Linked DNA regions of Mus musculus: region 1 is linked to region 2. A link is a contact called in public promoter capture Hi-C data. All regions are on one chromosome and are shown on one strand. Each heading gives the region's core, a stretch centred on a gene start, on an enhancer-like site or on the middle of the called end of the contact. The rest is flanking DNA. Distances are from core to core; before and after follow the strand shown. Region 1 has its middle 15 kb from the start of Gm36271. Region 2 holds the start of Cpb2 (carboxypeptidase B2 (plasma)).

Evidence for each region. Promoter capture Hi-C pulls out the DNA fragments that hold promoters and counts their contacts.
Region 1: a promoter capture Hi-C map of liver shows a contact between it and region 2, with 2.2 times the contacts expected there. The contact joins the enhancer-like site here to the promoter of Cpb2 in region 2. A contact is called at or near these places in 2 of 39 promoter capture datasets (cranial neural crest and liver), 1 of 484 Hi-C or Micro-C datasets (the G1E-ER4 cell line) and 2 of 115 datasets of contacts at active chromatin or transcription factors (astrocytes and bone marrow-derived macrophages).

What each region holds. Positions count from the first base shown.
Region 1 is chr14:75,816,904-75,821,704 of GRCm38.p6, reverse strand. No RefSeq gene overlaps it. Among named protein-coding and RNA genes, the nearest start is that of Gm36271, 15 kb to the right of the region's middle. Within about 2 kb of position 1,509, at least 22 of the 459 cell types and tissues checked have an H3K27ac peak or open chromatin away from gene starts, as enhancers often do. A contact at or near this core is called in liver, where this site is marked.
Region 2 is chr14:75,238,989-75,244,060 of GRCm38.p6, reverse strand. It overlaps Cpb2 (carboxypeptidase B2 (plasma)), which reads right to left and starts at 1,774. Exons shown (of 11, transcript NM_019775.3): 1 at 1,636-1,774. The coding sequence starts at 1,706.

The DNA.
Region 1 (4,801 bases), core at 260-2,759, 580 kb before region 2:
TAGGCTCCTGCCATGATGATAATGTAATGGACTAGAACCTCTGAAACTTTAAGTCAGCCCCAGTTAAATATTTTCCTTTGTAAGAGTTGCCATGGTCGTGGTGTCTGTCCACAGCAATAGAACCCTAACCAAGACAGAGTATTTTTATACAGTTAAGACAAATGTATTTTTATAACACAAAGTATTAATTAATATAAAAAAAACCTTCCCCTATCTTTCCCTTCTGTTCCCTATCATATTTTTTCTCCTTTGGACTTGAAAGTGGTGAATCTGAAACGGATGGGGCACACAAACTGACCCGTTACTTTAGAGAATCCGAGAGTTATCCATGCTGCGTGGCCTTCATTACTTTAGAGAATCTGAGAGTCATGCAAGTATGCCGCGTGGCCTTGGCTGGGAAGGAATCACAGTTTTCAGGGAAGGAATCCTGTTTCCTACTCAAACAATGAACCATATGGGGTGACAGCAGGGGATGAGAGGTGGCATGACTAAATGGCCTCCATAGACACTCAGCAAGGGTCACTTCTGGTGATAGCCAAGTGGCCCTATGGCCCCCGGATCTCCCATGGATACTAGCTTTAAGCTGCTTCCAGAGGTCATGAGTTCAATTCCCATCAACCACATGGCGGCTCACAACCATCTGTAATGGGAATCTGATGCCCTCTTCTGGTGTGTCTGAAGACAGTGACAGTGTACTCACATACATGAAATAAATAAATAAATCTTAAAAAAAGAGAAAGAAAAAAAAAACCCACAAAGTTTCTAGGGCTGGAGATGTAGCTCAGTGGTGGAGGGGTTTCTAAGTTGTGGGTTTATCCGTCAAGGCCATGCTGGTTACAAACTGTCCCTTGTCATTGCCTGCCAGAGTTTCTGGGTGCTGTGTTTATTGAGAAAAAGAGAAAGAAAAAAAGAAAAAAGAATGGCAGGAAAAGCAAGTGTTATCATCTCTTAGGACTCTCTTAAAGAGATTTAGGGGTGAGAATACAGCTCAGGCAGTAGGTGTTTGTTCAATGGCACCAGGCCATGGGTTCGATTCCCATGGCCTGGATAAAGCCTGGCTTAGTGGCACACAGTTATCATCCTAGTGCTTTTTTTAGCTCTGGCTGTCCTGGAACTCACTTTGTAGACCAGGCTGGCCTCGAACTCAGAAATCCACCTGCCTCTGACTCTCGAGTGTTAAGATTAAAGGCGTGTGCCACCACGCCCGGCCCTCCGAGTGCTTTTGAGGTAGAGGCAGGAGGCTCACCGTCTGTACATAGCAGCTTTGAGGTCAGCCTGAGCTACCCAAGACTTTGTCTCAAAATATGTTTACTTTAAGTGACCTGTACCCCTCATCTCAGGGACCAAGGCACATGATATGATATTTTTCTTGTATTACTTGAAAGAACAGCTGGCATTTGTGTGTGCTCTTAGGTTTCTATTGCTGCTGACAGCAAAGGAACCTGTGGTAGCAAGGGGTAGTGAGGTAATATTTGGCTTGCATGAGCGAGGCCCTGGATTCCTGCCCAGCACTGCCCCAAACAGAAACACCCAAACTGCTAGGACCTGTAATGGAGTCATATTCCAGTCTACATGCACCACACTGACAGCAGCAGAAACAGAAACGGGGAGAAAACCAAAGTTAGGGTTCTTCTTACCCACTCACCGCACCCGCCCCCCCCCCCAGGGAAGTCTTAGAAGTGGTCTCCACGGCCAGTGTGCCAGGTTACACCTGTCATCCCAGTACTTGAGAGGCTAAGGCAGGCAGATTGCTGCAAGTTCAAAGCTCTAGCCTGGGCAATTTAGTTCTAGTCTACCCTGAGCTACAGAATGAAATTCAGTGCAATCAACCAACACAACTAACAGCAGAGATAACTTTAGACAAAAAGCCCATGTCTCTTGCCCTCCTATTTATTGCTCTCCATTCTACCCCCAAGAAAGCCACTAAGACTAGAATTCTTACCCCAGAGCAGGTCAAACAAACCAAAATCTGCCCCCCCTCCCCCCCAGTCTAAGATTTCCTTAACTTTCCCAAGCTGTCCATGGAGAAATTTTCTGCCCTACCTTTTTGACTATAGGTGATATTGACACTGTCACTCCCCATTCCTGAGAAGGCTCATTGTCTCAGAGGCCAGGAAGAATTTGAACACTAGGTCATGCTGTGGTTTTCTCTGGCAGGTCTGTTATTACGAGGTCAGACCTTTTTTTTTTTTTTTTTTTTTTTTTCTCAGTCATATTTCTCCAAGGCTGTCCATGCGTTGTCATCCAAATATAATATGGGACACCTTGGCTGTGCCATATAATATAATACTATAAGCAAATACATTTGCTATACCCCTTTCTTGACAGACTGACTTTTATTATAGTGGTTGTGGTGGTTTCAATATGATTGATTTAGGGAGTGACACTCTTAGGAGGTTTGGCCTTGTTGGAGTAGGTGTGGCTGTGTTGGAGGAAGTGTATCACTGTGTGTATGTGTGTGCGTGTGTGTGTGGGGGGGGGGGGGGCTTTGAGACCCTAGCTGCCTGGAGGACAGTCTTCTCCTGACTGCTTTCAGATCAAGACGTAGAACTCTTGGCTCCTTCTCCAGCTCTGTGTCTGTCTAGATGCTACCGTGCTTCCTCTCATGATGATAGTGGACTGAACCTCTGAACCTGTAAGCCAGTCCCAATTAAATATCCTCCTTTATAAGAGCTGCCTTGGTCGTGGCGTCTTTTCCCAGCAATGGGAACCCTAGCCATGGCAGCGGTAATGACTATTACTCTTAGGGTGGCAGAAAAAAGATCCCCCTGTTGACCCCTATACAAGTAACCATGTTCTGTAAAAATGCTGGAAGGATACAAAGATACTGAAGTGAGTTTTCTTCTCTGGTTTAGAGGCTCATTGGCAGAGTGGCATGTTAGCTGGTTGGAAACTTCTAGTAGGAGAGGAATATTCCAGGCCTGGGGGGACAGCGTGAGTGGGGTGTGAAGCAACATGCTTGGGAAACCACAAGTAATCCACAGAATTACATGGCTCTGCCTGCCCTATTAGTCAGCAAAATGGGACCACACACTGTGTGCATGTGAACACTGTGCTACAGTCATGACCTTAGAGTAAACTTAGCTCGTGGATACTCTTCTTCCCATTTTAGAGATGGAGAGACTGAGCCTTGCTGATTAAAGCAATTTGCCTGTCTGTATTAGTGGATAAGGCAGACTGAATAAGCAGAAGCATTCCGTAGATCTCAGGTTAACTTGTGCCGCCAAACAAACAAACAAAAATGGCTTGTGAGTCACGAAGCAACCCTCTTGGGCTCTTACCCATCCTGTTTACCAGAGTCACGGACTTAGAATATTCAAATAGCAGATACAAAGTGTTCTGAAGCACCCCAGCATCTCAGGGGTGTCTTGGGGGCTCCTTTTCTTCTAGTGTTCCTGTTTGTAGTTTCCTGTGAGAGCTAATTCTGAGAGGTTCTATTCTCTACTATTTGGTACCATGGTGCTCAAATCTGGTTTCCATCTGAGTCCTGTGCTGGAGTGCCTTCTGAAGAGACTTCTGCAAACCCGTCTCCCATGGACCTAGGCTTCCCTGACAGGAAAAGTGGATCCTGCTTTGCCCTTAAGCCACAAGACCCAGCGAAACTACCACAGCCTTTCTGTGCTGCTGCTTGATTCATGAGGACCCACAGCTGGGAGACGTTCACTGTGCTATGTAACCCTTTAGTGTCGACGTCATAGGGTGTCGATTCTGTGGTCCTGTTGCCAGGGGCTGGATGCTAGAGCAGGCCTGGTAGTACTGGAAGGAGCTCACAGTCTAAGTGCCACAGACGTGACATAGAGCCCATAACTCCATGTACAGATTATAGCAAAGCAGGGAGATGAGGAATGAAGCAAGAGTCATTGAAACACGTCTAGACTATATGGTGATAGTTACCACTGCTGTTGAACCTGTGGAGTTTGATAAAAAGAAACCTGGACACACCCTATGTTAAAGCATAAGCTCACAGAATAGTATCAGCCAGGAGATCCAAATACTTAGGAACTTTCCTTGGTGGTCGGCTGGGCTAGTTGACCATCGCTATAGTTCCAGCCTTACCGTCCTCCCTCCCTGATCTCAGACAACCGAAACAAGCATCCTTGCTTCAAGGCCATAGCACTGGGTGGCTCCAATGCCTCTCTCTGTTCTCACATAATTACTCCTTCTGCTCTATCCCAGGTGTATGAAAGCTGGTGATTGCACGCCATTTCTTCTCTCAGACCCCACTCCCTGCCACCCAGTCCAGCTGAGCACCACTCCCATCTTTCTCCTTTCGCTGTGACTTTCCTGTTCCTGGGCTCAGGTGATCATTTTTTGTCCATCTCCTAAGCAACTGGGCCCTACCAGCATGCACCACATATCCAACTTCATGTTCGTTCTTTCCTTTCTTTGTGTTTGTGAGCGAGGGGTCTCTCTGTTTAGTTTTAACTCTCCGAGCACTTAAGATGTAAACCTGGCTGGCCTAGAACTCACAGAGAGAGATCCTTCTGCCGTTGCCTCCACAGTGCTGGGATTAAAGGTGTGCACCACCACACCCAGTAAGATTTTTCTTTATAGTATATCTCACATTGCAGCGTTTACTGTATGTTTGTTTATCATCTGCCTCCTCCTAGCCATGAATTAAGTCCAAATGGACAGGGACTTTAATGTATTCACTGTTACATATACAGTGCCTGCTACAGTAACTCCTGTGTGTGTATGTATGTACATATGTATACATGCATACATATATAAATAGATATTTAGATGGATGTCTTAAAACTGGGAAGTGATTCCAAGTTATTTCATTCTAAATACGTAAATC
Region 2 (5,072 bases), core at 525-3,024:
TTTGCATTATTTAGCTCCACTGAATAGGCACAGGCTTGATGATTTTGTAAAGATACGGTAAGATCTTTCCGTGTCTTGTGTTGCGATGAGTACCTTGTGTAATTTAGTATAGAATCATCATGGCAGCCTGGAGCCAGCTCAGTAGTGCACATCTGCAGTCCAGGCACATCGACTTGAGAGGCTTGGGCAGGAGATGAGAAATTCAGAGTCTACTTGGGTAACATAGAGAAGCCATTTGATAAAGTTGGGGCAGGGGAGGGGAGGGGAGGGGAGGGGAGGGGAGGGGAGGGGAGGGGAGGGGAGGGGAGGGGAGGGGGAGAACAGATCCCAAGTATAGGACAGGTATTTAAATAGCAGCATTGTGTCCAGCCTAGTACATGAGTCAAACACACTCCTAAATCACAAGAGATTTCTGCCCCCACCACTCAAAGACAATGATGTTGCCTCTACAGGAACTGGGTTAGGGTTAGGGTCAGGGTTACGGTTACAGTTAGGATTAGGGTTAGGGTCAGGGTTACGGTTACGGTTACGGTTAGGGTTAGATGATGTTATCAGAGTTGCTGCTACCTTCTAACAAAAGACAGTCATCAAGTTATGGAATATTAGAACCTACAAAGATCCTAAAATCATACTTACTTAACTATTAATAAAATATAGATGCACGAGTCACCAACTGTTCTAGCACTTCTGATCTTTGTATGAACTCATTAACAGCCAGTCTCTCACAATGGAATTTACTGCTTGCTACTTGACAATCACACTGAACAAAAGAGAATCAGCCAGCTATCCTAAACACAGCTTCAGCTGTACAACATTACCTGAATGAGTGAACATTCTATGGGTTTTCTAACTCAGAAAAGATTTTGACGCATAGACTTTTCCCCACCCAGACAGATCAAGTGCTGTCTCTCCCTGCGATTCTGTAAGAAGAAGACAAGGGCCCATCTCAGAGACAACTGGAAAAGGGTTATAGATACAAAACAAAAAAAAAGTATCACCATCCCAAAGTTATATGTCAATTTTAAAGCTTAGCCTCGCCTAGTTAATAATAATAACCAAGCAGGTATGCTGCAACTGTTATCCCATGTATTCAGTGTGCTCTAACATTTATTCATTTGTGTCCTAATTAGTTTACGGTCAAAGATTCTCAGGAAATCACTCCAACGAAGCTAATGAAGAAATAGCTAAGTTCTTCTATCCGTCCATTGTAACTCAGCACCCTCTCTCGGTCTCTGCTCAATGACTGTGTGTAATCCAGGTCTATTTCATACCTTTACCTTTAGCCTCTCCTATGCTCTATGAACAAGATTAAAACTTATTTATTTAGTTCATATATCTATGTGTTAAGGCAGGAAGAATATAAATCATGTGTTATGTGAAGGTACAGGCGATTCGTCAAGGTCCGATTTGTTTATTTAATCTCCATAGCCTCTGAGTATACTTATCACACTGGTAAAATGAAAGCAGAAAATGGAAAAAAAAAGTACTACTGATACCCTGTTATACCCAAACGACTTCAAGTCTCTGAAGGAACTGGCCTCTACCCAGTTGGCTCTCTATCCCAGGACACTACTTCTGCTCTGTGAGAGGCACACAAGTGGGAAGGACCCAGCCCGCCTAGGCCCCTGGTGTTACCTCTGAAAGGCGAAGCCATGCTGCTCATAGAGGATGATGGCTACCAGGATTCCAAGGCCATGAAGCTTCATCCCAACAGTGACTTGTGAGCAAGCCCTTGGGGAGAAAGTCCCAGGTAACTAATTGCCTAAGAGCCTTCTTTGCACACTGGTTAAAGTGTAACAGTGGGCTCCCTCTGGCTCCCGCAGCTCAGTTTACTGAGCCTCCACTCCCACAGTCTAAAAGAAACATACACGTACAATTAGTTAGGTCGTCTGATATCTGAACCCTCAAAAAACCAAAACAACAAATCATGATGATGAGCTCAACCATTGTGTTTAATTTAGACAATTTTAATCCTGGCATTGTGGCATGACGTCATGAAAGTCATGCAATTGAACTAAACAAACTCAAAAAGGTTCATGCTTTTAGTAAATTTCTGATTTTGCTTTGGGCCTCTTATAAATGCATTGTAGCAATTTGCTAAACACATGAAACTCAAGGAGAATGAAGACTGAAGTGTGGACACTATGCCCCTCCTTAGATTTGGGAACAAGACACCCATGGAAGGAGTTACAGAGACGGAGTTTGGAGCTGAGATGAAAGGATGGACCATGTAGAGACTGCCATAGCCAGGGATCCACCCCATAATCAGCATCCAAACGCTGACACCATTGCATACACTAGCAAGATTTTATTGAAAGGACGCAGATGTAGCTGTCTCTTGTGAGACTATGCCGGGGCCCAGCAAACACAGAAGTGGATGCTCACAGTCAGCTAATGGATGGATCATAGGGCTCCCAATGGAGGAGCTAGAGAAAGTAGCCAAGGAGCTAAAGGGATCTGCAACCCTATAGGTGGAACAACATTATGAGCTAACCAGTACCCCGGAGCTCTTGACTCTAGCTGCATATATATCAAAAGATGGCCTAGTCGGCCATCACTGGAAAGAGAGGCCCATTGGACTTGCAAACTTTATATGCCCCAGTACAGGGGAATACCAGGGCCAAAAAGGGGGAGTGGGTGGGCAGGGGAGTGGGGGTGGGTGGATATGGGGGACTTTTGGTATAGCATTGGAAATGTAAATGAGTTAAATACCTAATAAAAAATGGAAAAAAAAAAAAAAAAAAAAAGAAAAGAAAAAAAAAAAATAAATGCATTGTAGCTTGTGGATAGCCGGGTAGACACACCTAGGAGATAATTAATCCCTCAGAGAAGGCCTGGAATATTCTCAGAGGATATGATCTGATTCACGGAAGACTCACAGTCATGAAGACTGCCGAGACGATCCTGGTCCATGTCATGGAGAAGCCTCAGTGCAGAAGAATGCTTTCTTCCTCTGACTGTGTCCTTGTCAACATTTTCAACTTAGGTGAAGATAGAAGGTGAGTTTGCAAAATGTGGCTTAAAAAGCTGAGCAGCAGGGTCTGTGTAGAGAAGACTCTAGAGTCTCCATTAAAAATACCGTTCTTCTTCTCTTTTCTCTTCTTTTTTTTTTTTTTTTTTTTTTGGTTTTTCGAGACAGAGTTTCTCTGTATAGCCCTGGCTGTCCTGGAACTCACGCTGTAGACCAGGCTGGCCTCGAACTCAGAAATCCACCTGCCTGCCTCTGCCTTTCAAGTGCTGGGATTAAAGGCGTGCACCACCACTTGCCCAGCAAAAATATCTTTCTTTAACCATAAGGAAAGATAGGCCCAGTATCATGGGGCTGGTACAAGCAGTAAAGAGTTTAGGCAGGCTCTGGGTTATGTTTGTTCAGAGAACGTCATCAAGGTAGCCACTATCTCAATGAAGGCCCTCCACCCATCACTGAGCACCATCTGACATTCGGTTCAGTCTCAGGTGGCATCTGCACTCTGTAAGCAGACAGAGTCCTGACAGCCTTCCCCACATACCGGCTTGTAAATACACTAAAATGTTCCTGAGATTAGGGCAGGGAAATTTACAAATGAGTCCATCCAGTTTTTCCACAACAGACACCTGGGGGTAGGGGTGGGGGGTGGGGGTGGGGGTGGGGGGACGTTTCAGTCTTCCCCTGAGATTTAAAGCCACCAAAGCAAAGTCACTGGGTTAAGATGACTTCCCCTGAAAATGGTTTCTGTAAAGCAAATCACAGGTAGAATAGATCATAAATCGGTGGTTTTGCTCTCCCACAGGCATGTGTGGAGAGATGGCAGAGAAGCGATGGTGAGAGAGAGAGATATTTATCTGCATAAACCTTTTGAGTAGGGCATGCTGTGTTTTCACATCCCCAAAATAAAGGAACATAAATTCAAATGATGAATACAAACAAGAGCAAATAAATCTGGGTTTCAAGTAAATAACAGACACAGAGATGAGGAGGAGGAGGAAGGGGAGGTGGAGGGGAAGGGGAGGAGTGGAGGGGGAGGAGGGGGAGGGGGGAAGGAGAAGGAAACTAGCCCAAGTAACTCTTCCTTTTCATTGAAAACAAACCTTTTTTTTTTTTTTTCATACAACATACTCTGGTCATGGCATCCCCTTCCTCATCTCTTCCCAGGTTTTCCCCACCTCCCGTCCTTCCACCTCCATCCATCCTTCCCCTTTCTTTTTAGAAAACAAAACAGGCAAACTAAAAAACAAACAAGCAAAGCAGGATAAAACAAAGAAAAAGCACAACACACACACACCATAAAAACACAAAATCAGAAACCATAATATACACTCTAAAAACCAGTAAGGCGAAACAAAACAAAACAGCCCAAACAAAGCAATATGAGGAAAAAAAAAGAAAAAAAGCTACAAAACCCACTGGTGAGTTCCTTTTGAGCTGCTCATCTACTGCTGGACATGGAGCCTGCCCTTAAGTGTGGTTTGTATATCCAGTGAGACGCCATTGAAGAAAGCTACCTTTTCACTTCAAGCAGCTATAGCTTCTTGGTAAGGGATGGGAGCTCATGTCCAAGTCTTTCTCTGAACAAGGGGACCCCATCTAGCTTGGCCCTGTGCAGGCCCTGTGCATGCTGCCACAGTCTCTGAGTATACATTTGTACTGGATTTTAATGCTTATGGGTGAGGACCTGTGTGTTCGTATCTATTCACACGGATACATATGTGTGCGTGAGTTTTTATCTTCTGTGAGCACAAGAGGTAAGATTTTTTTTCTGACAAGTATAATAAATGTTGTGCTGTATATTTTGTGTTCTGTGTTCCCTAAAGATAGTATGAAAGTCAATATACTTTGAATTATAGCTCTTTCTGCTGAAGTAACTGGACATTTCCTTTAGTAACAGTCTATAGGGTGATATGATCTTTTATGTTCTTCGAGCCTGACTGTATTAGCTAGGGTTCATATTGCTGTAAGAAAGCATCATGACCTGCGGAGGAAAGGGTTTATTTGGCTTACATATACTGAACCACAATGCACTGAGGGAAGCCAGAGCAGGAACTCAAACTGAGCAGGATCCTGGAGGCAGGGACTGGTGCAGAGGCCATGGTGG